2 separate regions of the Mus musculus genome follow, and region 1 is linked to region 2. A link is a contact called in public HiChIP or PLAC-seq data. All regions are on one chromosome and are shown on one strand. Each heading gives the region's core, a stretch centred on a gene start, on an enhancer-like site or on the middle of the called end of the contact. The rest is flanking DNA. Distances are from core to core; before and after follow the strand shown.

Region 1 (6,958 bases), core at 2,600-5,099, 370 kb after region 2:
ATTCACTCTACTGTGCCCACCCCTACACCTTGCTGAGCTGCCTTCCTCCCGAATGAGATATCTGTATACTATTGGACTTCCAGGATGCTTTCTTTACCCTGCTACTAGCCCCTGTTTGTCAGCCTTTGTTCACCTTTCTAATGGAGAGATCCAGAGTACAGATTCAACAGGCAGGTAACAATGTACAAGGCTACCTCAAGGATTCAAAACCTCCCCTACTATATTTAATAAGGTACTGCCTTAACATCAAAGTATGTATACGCAGGCTCACACCAAAATAACTTTTTTATAGTATATTAATGACCTACTTATTGCTGTCCCAGATGAAGACACTTGACATTTGGCAATCACTACCTTGCTCAGAGAGCTAGACCAGGTGGAATATTAGGTTTCTGCAAAGAAGGTACAGATCTATCAAAGAGAGGTAACAGACCTTGTGTATATTCTCAGGGATGAGGGAGGAACAGAATGGGAATGCTTGATGTTCTATGATAGAAAAGAAACTATCCTCACACCCCTTGGACCAAGACTCAGGATCGTATCTCTAAATTTTGGGCTTAGCATTGTTCTGTATACTCTGGGTGCCAGGATTCCCAGAAATTGTCAATCCTCTCCGTGAAGCCACTAGGGGGAAAGGAGAATATCACAGATTAGTATCTTGAAATGGGACACTTTTTTTCAGACTCAGAAAGAACTTCTCAAATCACCAATAATTGCTTTGCCTATACTCTCAATGCCATGCAGTGTAATCTTTCTTAGTCTTTTTTAGCTTTTCTAGGAGAATAGATCACATGGTTTATAATAGCAACCCCCCCATTATTTTCTACAAATATTCACTAGAAGCTCAAACATACATTCAGATTGTAAATTAAATAAAATTTACACAACTGAAAATGTTTACATGCATATCCATAAAGAGTAATTATCCACCTAAACATTCATTATCTGTCACTATCTCTACAAGTTCATGGAGAGTTAAAGACCATAACTAAGTCATTATTGAAGTTTTGTATAGATAAACATAGATAATACTTTATCTTCTGTTTTTATGCCTATAATAAATTGTTAGTTCCCTTTTTATAATTTTTGGTTACTTGTTTTACAACCTTAGAATGTGCTCTAAGTTCTAGATGCCTGCTTGATATCTCAAAAGCAATTAACTCCTGTCACTTGAACACTGGCAGAGTTCTCATTGAAATTTTTACATCAAAAAGGACTTAATAGCAGTCCTATTATAAAAGATCTTTAGGAATTCTTATAGAACCATCATTACTGATTAAGAAATCATCTATCTATATAGCAACAGTACAGGATTTCTGTTGTTCTGTAGAGATCTTCTCAAAAGGGTGGGCGAATATCTAGTGATTTTATATATACTTATTAATAAGAGGAAAAGCATATTAATAGTAGGAATCTTTTCTCAGATGTAATCTCCTCGACCTTCCCTAAAAAGGTGAATCTGTCAGATTTATCATCAACAGTAGAATGACCTCAGGAAAATCACTTGCTAGTTTTCAGCTTCTCTTTGACAGTTCCTGGCAAAAGACTGCTGGATATCTAAAGCCTGAATGGTGCATTATCATTCCCTCTTCCTAAACCCACTGCACATTAGGTACAGCTCCCCTTCTGCCTTAAATCTACACTACTCCCAAATCCATACTTAGATGTCATGAAATTCTCTTCTCCAGTGCTGAACCATGTCCAGAACCTGAGGTCAAATTCAAAAGCTATTTTTGAGCCAGAAACAGATATGATCTATTTCTATGGATGGGAGTGGCTTGATGAAGGATGGTCTGGTGGTTTGAATATGCTTGGTCTATGCAGTTTGTAATTTAAAAAACATGCTATCACCTTGCCTATTTTTTGAGGCCAATGCTTTGACCATGCCCTGTTCTCCTTGCTCCATCTTGATCACAACCGTTCCCCAATCAGGAAAATCTGGGAGCTGTTGTCCACACTCTACTTGCCCCTCTCAGCTAGGATCACCAAGCTACAAACTATCTCCACAGCTGATCTCTTTCTTCTCTTCCCTAAGTTAACTCCATGGATGGACATTAAACAGTTTTATGTTTTAAAACTAGCCAGATAGCACATTGATGGGAAAAAAAAATCTCCAACACTAAACATATCAGCAAATAGCTGGCTCCTGAAAACCTCTACAGCCCCGACCCTCATCAGAGCCTGCCTGAGTGGCCTGAGACTCTATATGTTCATGTCCCTCCTTCCAAAGCCTAGCCTCTTTCCCTGTGTCCCTTCTCCTCCTCCTGGGGCCTGGACATCCCACCTTTCCCTTCACCCAGCAATTGGCTTCTGCCATTTTTATTGATATAATCATTCACCAATTAAGGAATCAGATTTTAGTATCAGCTCCTCCCCTACAAGTCCAGGAAGTAGCACTATTTGGAGGAGTGGCCTTGTTGTAGGAATTATGTCTCCATGAGGATGGGCTTTGACAGACCTTCTTCTTAGCTGCCTGGAAGCCAGTTTTCTCTTGTCTACCTTTGGATCTACATGGAGAACTTTCAGCTCCTCCAGGCCAACATCTACCTAGATTCCACAACGTTCCAGCCATGATGACAATGGACTGAACTTCTGAACCTGTATGTGAGCTCCCAAAATGTTAAATTTTATAAGAGCTTATTTGGTCCTCCTGTCCCTTCACAGCAAAGGAAACCATAACTGAGACAGGCAAAATCAGGTATGCAGGCACAGTTGTGGTAGCTTTTTACACTATAACATAGATCTCAGCCCTGTCACGTGGGACCTTGGCTCAAAAAGTTGAACTAATTGCTTTGACCCTATTCCAAATATTGGCAAAGGAAAGATTGCTAACATCTACAGTGATAGTCAATATGCGTCTGGCATGGCCCGTGCCCAGAGACAAGAGTTCAGTGGTTAAAATCACATAGTGTTCCTGTAGAGGACATAAATTTGGTTCCCAGCACCAACATCAGGCAGCTAACAACTACCAATAGGGGGAGCTCTCTGTAGGCACTTGAACTTACTTGTACATAATATCACAAGTAACTAAACACCATTCAAAAACTATTAATCTTACAAAGTAACTACAGATTTTATGGTTCAATTTTGTTATATTGCTTTATGTCTTTATATAGTATACAAAATTTTATTCAGGATCTTTTATGCATATCTTTCAATTGATAATTTTTCCAAGTGAATTAACATATTTATCACATAAGATAACATGGAATGCTAAGTGGCAACTTTTAAAGTATTATTTATTTTATTAAGGCATTGTAGACATGGCAGGAAAAAGACATGATAAAATACAATAGTAAACATTTTGAAAGCAAAAATAAGCATAATGTATTGAACTCACAAACCTTTGATCAAAACAAGTCAGTCACAAGAACCAAAAGGAACACACTGTTGGAGTCCATCAAAATACTTTCACTCACAAAGACCACAGAGAACGCCATTGCTTCAATCCGCAAGAAGATTTTTATTGATCCAATGCTTTGGGGAACCCCCTTAGCATGCAGGCAAGTGGAGAAACCCTGAACAAAGAAAAAATACACTTTTTATACCTTGTAAGGGGCAGAATTAGGCAACAGGGCTAGCTGGATTATTCTCATTGGTATAGCAAGTAACCCTTTCAGGCATTGGTTGGTTTGCATAGTGACTACCTTTGGCCTAGTGACTCATTCTGGCTGCCCTTATGGTGGGTTATCAGCAAAGCAGCAGCACATTTTGAACTTATGGGTCAGCTATTAACATCACAGCTATTAACATCAGAGGGATTTCTAGCAAGATCAGGGTGGTTTGTGGTTTTTCTCAGAACTCAGTAAGGGGCAGAGTAGGGGAATTTTTCTGGGAACTGCTATTTTGTTATGGCAGCTGCAGACTTAGTCACTTTGACCTCTACATTTCTGAAAGTCCCTTCAGAAGGGGAAGGAGCTAGGTGGTCTTGAATTTATTTTGGATTCTACATTCCCCCATTTTCCTCTATTACATTTTAATCCTGAAATGATGTATCACTTTGTTCACTTTGTTGGAGCTGCTGATATTGCTGTCTAAGCATCAAAACTTGTATTGTATTTAATAAATTAAGGATGCATGGGCCAAAGATTAAGAACAGAAACAGGATAAGATGGGGTAGTAAACTGCACTAGGCAGGGATCCTTCCAGCAATGCTCAAGGGTCTGGGCATGATGCAGGTGCACATAGATTGGATCCCTGAGCTGGAACTGGTGAGATGTTTTTGAGGTACCAGGCTCATTCGCTGTAGCCAGTTGTGACCAGACTTTCTTCTTTACTACATGTAAGCCTTTTAACTTAGCATACAGATCATTATTATAACAACATGTGGGTTCAATCAAGACAGTGAGGGGTGTGGGAGCTTCATAAAGGATCTCAAAAGGAGTAAGACTGAATTGAGAGGAAATATTTCTGGTTCTAAATAGGGCAGGGGGGAGGAACACCACCCAGTCTGTGCCAGTCTCCATGGTTAATTTGTCAAGGTCTCTTTTAGGGTTCTATTCATCCTTTCTACCTGACCTGAATTCTGAGGTCTGTACATACAATGTAATTCCCATTTGACCTGTAATACTTGACCACCCCCTGACTTACTTGGGCAACAAAGGCAAGGCCATTATCTGACCCTATTGCTTTTGGCATTCTGAAACTTGGAAATTTTTTTCAATAATTTTCTTGACGACTATCTGAGCAGTCTCATTTTTACAGTGAAAAGCTTCTATGCATCTCGAGATCATATTCACAAAGGCAAGAAGGTATTTATACCCATATTTTCGTTGGTAAAGTCTACTTGCCATAGATGCCAGGTTTGTCTCCCCGGTACCTTTTCCCTGGATCCACTGTAATGTGGCAGACATTGACATTTTAGCAGGGCACACACTTGTGCAACACCTGCTCCACAAGGTGTTTTAAACCTCATACATGGTACTTAGTCTTGGAGAATGTCTGGATGAGCTTGCTTATCCCTAAGTGCATCTTTTTGAGCATAGACTCTGCTTGTCTTTATGGCAGAATTTTCTTTCCCCTGGAGGTATACCACAGTCTCTTATTTTTGTTGAACTGGTAACTATAATCTTTGGAAATGAGGGTTAAATCCTCTGCTGTATAGGCAAACTTGGGCTCTGTTGCCAGGAGCACCAGCAGGGTCATGGCTGCAACAATTCTTGGTCTGCCATGTTGTCGTCCCTTGCTTTCATGGTATCTGTCTAATGGTGACTAGGACAGTGGATGATGTTTACCTTGGCAGGGTCATGGAGGTCCCTCAGGAGAGCTGGTATTTTCTCATTGTTCTTAATTTCTTTTCCTCCAGTTCTCAGTAGACCCCTCTGTTGATATATGGCCCTATGGACATGGGCTGTGGCCAAAGCATACTTGCTATCCATGTAGACATTGAGTCTTTTTTCTTTTCTTATTTCCAGGACCTTAGTGTGGACGATCAGTTTTGCCTTTTGGGCTAATGTGTCCTCTAGCAGGACCTTTGTCCAGATAACTTGGTGTCTGTCTACCACAACTGCTCCAGCATGTCTCATTTCTTTTTCTAGATAGCTGTTCACATCTGTTAACCAGGTAACATCTGTGCCCTCTAGTGGCTTGTCTGTAGATCTTCATGTCACCTATGTGCCTCAGCAAGAATTTGCTGACAGTCATGTACAGGAGACTCTATGTCTCGTTCTGTGAGCATGGTAACTGAATTTAGACATGCGAGGGTCAGGGAGAAGTGACTCTTTCAGAGTTAAGCAATAGAGTCTGGTAATGAGTCATGTGAGCGTTAGTCAGTCATCAGTCAGGGGGCTAGTGAACCATGCTCTCTAGAATTCTCACAGAATTACCAAATTCTGTCCTAGAGTCAATTTATCTGTGTTCTTGACCAGTAACATCACAACAGCTACTATGCACAGACAAGCAGGCCATCTGTAGCCACAAGGTCTAATTTATTTTGATAAGTATGTGCTGGGAACTAAAATAGGGGGCCCTGGGGAAGAGGGGGAAGGACCCCGTCAGAGTTTTACCTATTCTCTCATCAGTCAGGCATGGAAGGGCTGCTATACACTTACCACTCATCCCCGGGTGAGCATTTAAGCCTCTGACCCACTCTTCGGGGTGGCAAAAGGGCAGCCCTACTGGGAGCCCTAGCTAAAGCCACTGGGGTTATGGGAAAGAGGAATGAGGGAAGTAAGGTTCCCAACACCAGCAAGAGTGAGTGCAGCGGATCTTGACTGGAGCACAGGAAGGCCTTCCATCAAGAGATTAGAAACGGCTCATTAGGAGAAAGCCTATCTCATCCTCCAAGCTCAGTGGGTCTTGATGAGCAGAGACATTCTATGGTTTTAGAGCTTTATTATAGAAAGGCAGGGAGAAAGAGAGAAGGTAGAAGAGAGAGGGGGAAGGTTAGAGAGAAAGAGAGTAAGAGGGAGGGAGGAGAGGACAAAGAGAGAGGAGAGAGGAGAGAAGACAAAGAGTGTCATGGACCGGGCTCAGTCAGCCCCCCTCAATCCATGGGAATCAGTGTCTTGGACAGATGGGCATAGAGTCGGTGAGAATGGGGTACAGACAGAGGCAGACAGGAGAGAATGTGTTGGGTCTGAATGTAATGTCCAAACGAACACCAGGCTTTTTTATACAGAAGAAAAACAAACAAACAAACAAACAAACAAACAAACAACCAGGAGAACACATCTGCCAAGTTACAGTGACACAAAACAAAAGGAATGCATACATCAAAAGATGGAGGGAACCAGGCCACATTTACCACTTAAAATGGTGCCAGGTGAATGCTCTGATGCAATGCTAGTCTATTGTTAAACCCACCATCAGGGGTTCTTTAGTAAATTCCTGATTATGCTATTCCACTGGGCCTAGTGAAGAAACCTGTACCAGGGGAATGCCCTTCCACTAAATCTTTCATGGACAAACCACCTATTTGCTAGGACATTGTGTATTCCTGTGTTTGGGTGCAACTCAG
Region 2 (6,893 bases), core at 1,204-3,703:
AGGAGTGGCAATATAATATATGATCATAGTGTCCTCTTTACCAACAAACATTCTTACTGTTATGACCATGAATGTTCTCTCAGGATTGTTTATGTAAGCTAGAAAATATCCACAAGGCCATGGCTGAGGCCATGGCTCCTGGCACTAGCTCAGAAGAGTAAAACCTGGACTCTGCCCAGTAGAAGTAAAGGATGACAAGGAAGACTTTGGATGGGGGAGGGGTGAGGGAAAAGAAGTAGTGCAGAAAGGCAATACGATGTCAGAGGACACAAGGACAAAGAGGAAATAACTATGTCCCAGCTTCTATAGTGATGTGGGACCAAAGTAAAAATTGACCCCCAAAACACATGTTAAGATAGGAGATGATCAGATAGGTTGGTAGGCAAAGCAGAGAAAACACAGAAACATAAAGGGACAGGAAGTTGAAATCCCCTTCTCTTAGTGGATAATGGAGGGTGACTGTGAAAGCAGATGCTGTGTGTAAGGAAACCAAACCTTTCTTCAAACAAGAGAAGCAAGAAAGTTACAAGCAAATTTTTATTTCTCTTAATCACTGCTGGGTTGGGAGTTGGAGGATAAGTGTTGTAAGTAGTGCATTCTGTGAACCTGCAGTCAAGCAGCAGAAGATGAGCACCCCGGAGAAGCCCAAAGTGTATACCAGCAAAGCTTCAGGAAGGAAAAGATGGGGGGAAAGCTTGCCACCCATGACTTCCAAAGATTGCATGTGGAGTGGAAAGCTTTTCTTTATGCATGAATGCACCACATATAGCCTGAAATTGAGTAACCTGTCAGGACCAACAAACTGAAACCTTGATATTTTCAGATAGAATGAAAAGAGTGATCCTATAGACAGGGAGAACTTCCCTGTGTTTGTAAAGAATTTCATAATGTTCCTGTTGCCCAACAAGACATTTTTCATTGTTGAAGTACTGCTTTTTTGTCTTAGATTCATACAACTTCATCCATTGTAATTTTTAAATGCTTGTCTTTAAGTAACTAAGTAATAATAATGGATCTCTGTTAAATATAATGAATAATATAATGAATAATGAGGATTATTGGAGCAACTCTGTAAGATGTCATTATTGAGAGTCAAGAAAACCACAAGTGAAGCTGCTGTTGAGACACTGAGGCCATGCTCTCCCTTGAGACCCCACTACACTTAGGTTTGCCTCATCCTCATATTTCCTGCTGGGTGTCCCCTCATGGATTGTTGTGTTTAAATATATATGTGTTTGGTTCTTCATAAATCCAATTCTACTTCATACAGGCTCCTCCTGGAATTCCTTTCATGGCAATTTTAACAATTGTGAATTAACAAGACTTAAATTATCTGAGAATTAAATCCACTGAAGGTGGCACAGGATAGCATGAATGTGGCCCATGCCCATGTCTCTGACATGAGGAAATAATAAGCATGAGCCTTGGAAACATTATATTAGTAACAGAACACCAAATATATGACAAAGTATTCCATTCAAGCATTGCTCATGACTTGGAAAAACAAAGAGAAAATGGATCTGTGGTTGATAGGCAAGGAGGGTGGATGTAAAGGATGGATATTGATAATGGGCAGTAAACATATACATCAAGAATTTCATGATAATGACTGTCATATTCCTTTGTAAGTATAGTCAAAACCAAGGAATTTATTCTGTGAAGGACAAATTGGTATGTTGAGAACAAGGTTTACTGATATAAATGTGCCTCTATCCTGGGACAGAGTTCCTAAGCTATCACCAGCATGTGGAAGTGGAAAGAAAGACCCAAGATCTAACACTACTGGGCCAGAAATCTCATGTTGGATTGTGGCTTCTGAGTGTAACAGGAATGCACATAATACACAGACACACAAGGCAGACAAAACACTCCGACACATGAACTTAATTATTTTCATTTTAAAACAATTAAAGAATGGGAGGCACATATGATGCAGAATTCTAGGAGGTATTTTCATTTTGAGATATGTGAATACAGTATATCTTATCTAGGGATAGAGGGTACAATGTCTTGTATTAATGTGCCTCAGTGTCTTTTTCTGGCCTTTTGCAAGGAAGAGTCCTCTAATATAGCAGTCTATACCCAGCAATTGGAAAATTCTTTTGGAAATTAACAGCAGGATTCTGCCCATGGGTTTGGGTTAGTGTTCACATGACAGGACACCTGGAGCAAACACTGTCACAACTTAATGCCTTACATAGATGGACCCACAGGTGTTCTGACATCATGTTGACCTTCTACCTTGATTCCTTGTTCGACAGAGAACCAAGGATCCTATTAGTCTTACCTCCTCCAGGGCTGAAGTATTTATTCCCCAACCCCCAGTCATCCCTACCCTGCAGAGGCCATAGCTTCATGAGGCCAGGCCACCCCCCTCTACCACTAGCCTGCAGCCGTGAGCATGACGTTTCCCACCATGCAGTGAATAAAGGGAGGAACTGAGCAGGGTAAGCAGCCACAGAGCACTCCAGGGTCAGAGACCGTTGAACACTGCACCGTGAGACCACAAATATTGGAGGTAAGGTAACCTTGCTAAACCCAGGACAATAGGACCCTTAAAGGACTGATTTCGAAGGTTTAGCCTGAGTACAGGAGATGGAACTGTGGATGTGAACATTAGGAAAAGAGACAACTTGGAGATTGATCTGGTGGTTATTCACAGAAGTGTTTGTTCTACACACTCCAGTACAGACTGACAATGAGGCTTGTCTAAGGGTTGGAGTCCAGATGCATGTCAAGATTAGGTACTGAAATATTTCAGTGGTCTTCTCCCAATGTCATCTGACCTTTTTAGTCTCTTATTCCTACCGCCGAGCCCATTTAACTACCTCTACCCTCTACTCAAGCATCTGAAAAATCTCTTGCTTTTGTGTTCTTTAAACTTGAGCAAACTCTAGCCCATTTAAGCTCTGCTCCACCTCTTCAACCTCATTTTAAAATTACTCACCCAATGATGTCTGAGCCACCAATCCCCATTCTTATCCTGATTTTAAGTGGTATGCCAGACATCTTCCATTCCATGGCAGAACTCTTGAGGATGGCGGAGACAACAAACAGTGTGGTAAGGTGATATCACATAAGATGCCCAACCACAGGGTAAGTCACTGAAATAAAGCAGCCAGAATATTCTTCCCAAAACCTTGGGAGACACTCATGAGAAAACTCCAAGGATCTAGCTATACTCTGAGGATCTTTTATCCTTCTGTCTGAAGAATGGAAAGAAGTATGTCTTGGGGTTTTCTGAGGCTCCCTGGGCTTTTGATCTGTATTTTAGCAAAGTAGAAAAAACAGTGGAACACACTTCCAGAGTTCAATCTTCATGTGACAGTGACAGCACAGCCATGGAATGCACATGACTCAGAATTGGGTTAAGGTGTCAGGAGCAGTCACTTAGTCTGAGACCAACTGTCCTTTCCTCTGGGAGGTGAGGGATCTTCAGAGAAAAGCATCCTGGGTGAATTTGGCTGATGCAAGGTCCCTGAGCAGCCATTGTAGGGGACTGTGCCCTGCTGTACAACAGAGTAGATAAGACCAGCTTGACTTTGGGTCTCACTCAACATTCTGTAGAAGCTGACAGCTGTGGAGGACACTATCTAGTGCATGCATGGATATCTCAGAAGGATTCTTCACAGACCTACTCCAAGATACAGAATTGTGGAAGCCAGGCTAGAGGGGCTAGATCCTCATGACTGTTCCATTCTCTTAATTTCTCATTTTTTTCCTTTTCTCTTTATCCTCAAAGCAAACTTTTTCAGAAGAGATTAACTAGTCTTTATGGACTGAAACTAGAGCCTGCCTTGCAGCTTCTGTGTATGCATTCCTGATGATCTTTCCGTCTATCTATGCAGATGACACAGAAGCTATTTTGTGTTCCTGCTATGATCAACTTACCTAATAACCTTAACATTCAAAGGACTATAACATAGAATGAATTTTGCAAATCCTCCTTAAAGCAGTTATGACCTTTGAAATGAAAACCAGGAGTAGAGTCCCATATTTCCCTTCATCAGAACAATGAAATTTCAGTTCTGTGTTCAGTTCCTTTTTTTCTTTACCTCCAGACACTGCATCATGAATACTCTGTCTCAAGCCAATGGCACCTTTGCCATCCATCTTTTGAAGGTGCTCTGTCAAGACAACCCTTCAGAAAATGTGTGTTTTTCTCCTATGAGCATCTCCTCTGCCCTAGCTATGGTTCTCTTGGGTGCAAAGGGAAACACTGTAACCCAGATATGTCAGGTAAGTAACCTGTGAAACCATACCCATGTCACATGCACAAGAGCTGCTGAGAAGGATCAGTAGGAGTTAAATTTTTAATGTTAAAATTGACACTGGTTGTGCTATATTGACTCATCCTTCATTTTGAAGCTTTTGAATTTAACTTGAGCTCTTCCTTGCTCTGATTAAAATTTCATGCTGTTCTTTGTTCAAAAGCCTCTGAGAAGGTGGAAAATCCCTAGGCTACTTGTCTCTAGACCCACCCAATCAGATTAAAAGTAAGACAACACTGTTTATCTAGATAGCCTATGCAAATTTTGTTGTTTTTTCGAATGCAAAAACTGGTCCTGATAACTGTCTAGGATTGCAGCTTGGCTTTGTCCCCTGCATCCATAGTTAATAGGTCTTGGAATGTGTGTTCAATAAACCAAAATCCAATTGAGATTTTTGTCTGAGTTGTTTGTGTAGCTAATCCTGAACTCTGGCATAGGAATATCCACAAACTATTTGAGGTAGCCTGGGATAAAGAGGAAGAAAGACTGAATCTCCTCCAGTAACATTCTTTTAAAAGCAATGAGTTTTCTCAAGTAATAACTTGAAGGAAACTCTAAATATTTCATCCAGAATTCATTTAGAAAAATTTGCCTCAATAGTTTATGCTGGGTCTGGTAGCAGAGGCATTTAAACCCAACTATTAAGGAATTTGAGTTAGAAAGGTGCCAAGTCCAAGGCTAGTCTGCGCAACTTAGGTTTAAATAGAAAGATCTTTTGGTGTTTTATTGTTTTATTTTGTTTTAAAGATGGAGAAAGGAGGTTGTGATCATAGCTGAGTGGCAGAGTTCTTCCCTAAAATGTTTGAGAATGTTGGTCTGCCACAAGAACTGCAATGGGCAAAAAGGGAGTTGAAATTATTTTAAAATTGGTTGCTGCAATCTATCTTGTTTTTAGATGAATGGATTTGTAATTATCACTGGGATGGTAGGTCAATTCCTACTTTTAATTTTTCAACACCAACCTGCCTTGCATCAGAACCCCAGTTACTTGGCAGCCTGAGTGATCTTGAAAATTCCTTTTGCAACTAAAAGATTCATCTCTGGTCTGAAAAATGCTTCATCTTTTCCTTCTTAGGCACTTCATTTAAACCCAGATGAAGATGTCCATCAGGGCTTCCAGTTGCTTCTCCATAACCTGAACAAGCCAAACAACCAAAAGTACTGCCTTACTATGGCCAACAGGCTCTTTGTAGAAAATACTTGTGAATTACTTCCAGTAAGTTGTACCAGTGGAAAGATAACTTATATCCCAAGTGCTTGCTGCTTTATATTCAAGGGAAAGGACCCTATAGAAACTGATAAAAGTAGAATTAAGTACTAGCCACTGTGTAGGTATACATATATAAAACCTGCATTTCAAAGGCTGGGAAAGGACAGAGTCATGAGTTATGCTCCAACCTAAGCCACATAGTAAGACTTGCCAACCTAAGGTTCATCAAAGACAGTAGCTATGTTAAGATGTCTTTAAAATTTTCAAATTTGACAACTTGCAGTTTTATTTATGTCTCATAATTCCCATTTGCAAAGGCCTAGTACCTGATGATTTTTGTTGTATAAAGTGATATCTATACTCATTCAATTTTATTAATTCCATGCTAATCAGAAGGTGGAAAAGCTTGCTGACATTTTATTTTGCAAAGTCACCTCCCTGAATATTTTCTCTCCAAAGACATTTAAGGAGTCCTGTCTTAAATTCTATCACTCTGAGATGGAGCAGCTCTCTTTTGCCGAAGCTGCCGAGGAGTCCAGGCAACACATAAACATGTGGGTCTCCAAACAGACTAATGGTAAGAAGATCAAGTTCCTTCACATCGCACATTCTTGTCCTTTCTATGCATCCTTCTGTCTTCTTCCTTCCCTCCTCTTTACTTTCCCTTCTCCCCACCATGGTCTGATCTCACAGTTTTTCACAGTGAAATTGATGCAAACTAGCCAGACCACATGGTTCAGTTTAGAGATCAAGGAATTCATGGAGCTTCACCTCAGACCCTTTCATTTTAAAACCAGAGATTGTTTGTGTATGTCAAGTACTACAGAGGGAATGATGTAAATGTCATGAGAAGCCATGGGTCTAATTATCAGTATAACATTTTACCTTTGAAGGCATGGGTGATCTGCAGTGTTTTGACATGTGATTCTAACATTCCGGAGACTGTGATTCATGGGTAGAGTTTCACCATAATCATGCCCTGGGGCTGCTTCTTACTAGATTATGTGTTGTCTCAGCTCTCACCATCTTTACCTCTGCAGAGAACTCCTGTTTCTGCTTCCACAGTTCCTAGATCTAGCCCCTTACTTACATTTTATGATACTAGATTTGATTTCCATGAATGATACTCTGTCAGAATTGCTCAGTTTCATTAAACTAAAAGAGCCTTCAATTTGGGGTTGAACCTTACATGTTTAGATGTCAGATGTGACAGGTTCCAAAATTGGTATTTGAGTCATTGAGATCACTGTTATTTGAACTTTACAAATGCCTCTGCATCACCTGGTACATTCATATTTCTTCTAAGACAGATTTAAAATTAGAATTTTTCTTGCATTCATTAATTATTTTCTGTTTCATATTGGATTTTATGTCCTCTTGAGATCAAATGATGGCCAAAACTATTGGGTTCC

Evidence for each region. HiChIP or PLAC-seq counts read pairs in DNA pulled down with a chosen protein or histone mark.
Region 1: a contact with region 2 is called in an H3K4me3 HiChIP or PLAC-seq map of the 230-238 cell line, with 11 read pairs. The contact joins the enhancer-like site here to the promoter of Serpinb9d in region 2. A contact is called at or near these places in 2 of 15 datasets of contacts at CTCF or cohesin (large pre-B cells and pro-B cells), 1 of 484 Hi-C or Micro-C datasets (nephron progenitors), 2 of 115 datasets of contacts at active chromatin or transcription factors (the 230-238 cell line and large pre-B cells) and 1 of 9 other capture datasets (liver).

What each region holds. Positions count from the first base shown.
Region 1 is chr13:33,556,167-33,563,124 of GRCm38.p6, forward strand. It overlaps Gm6093 (predicted gene 6093), which reads right to left. Exons shown (of 3, transcript NR_131141.1): 3 at 6,320-6,958. Among named protein-coding and RNA genes, the nearest start is that of Gm6093, 9.7 kb to the right of the region's middle. Within about 2 kb of position 3,850, at least 35 of the 459 cell types and tissues checked have an H3K27ac peak or open chromatin away from gene starts, as enhancers often do. A contact at or near this core is called in the 230-238 cell line, where this site is marked.
Region 2 is chr13:33,190,502-33,197,394 of GRCm38.p6, forward strand. Serpinb9d (serine (or cysteine) peptidase inhibitor, clade B, member 9d) reads left to right here and starts at 2,454. Exons shown (of 7, transcript NM_011460.3): 1 at 2,454-2,518; 2 at 4,062-4,239; 3 at 5,347-5,487; 4 at 5,941-6,058. The coding sequence starts at 4,072.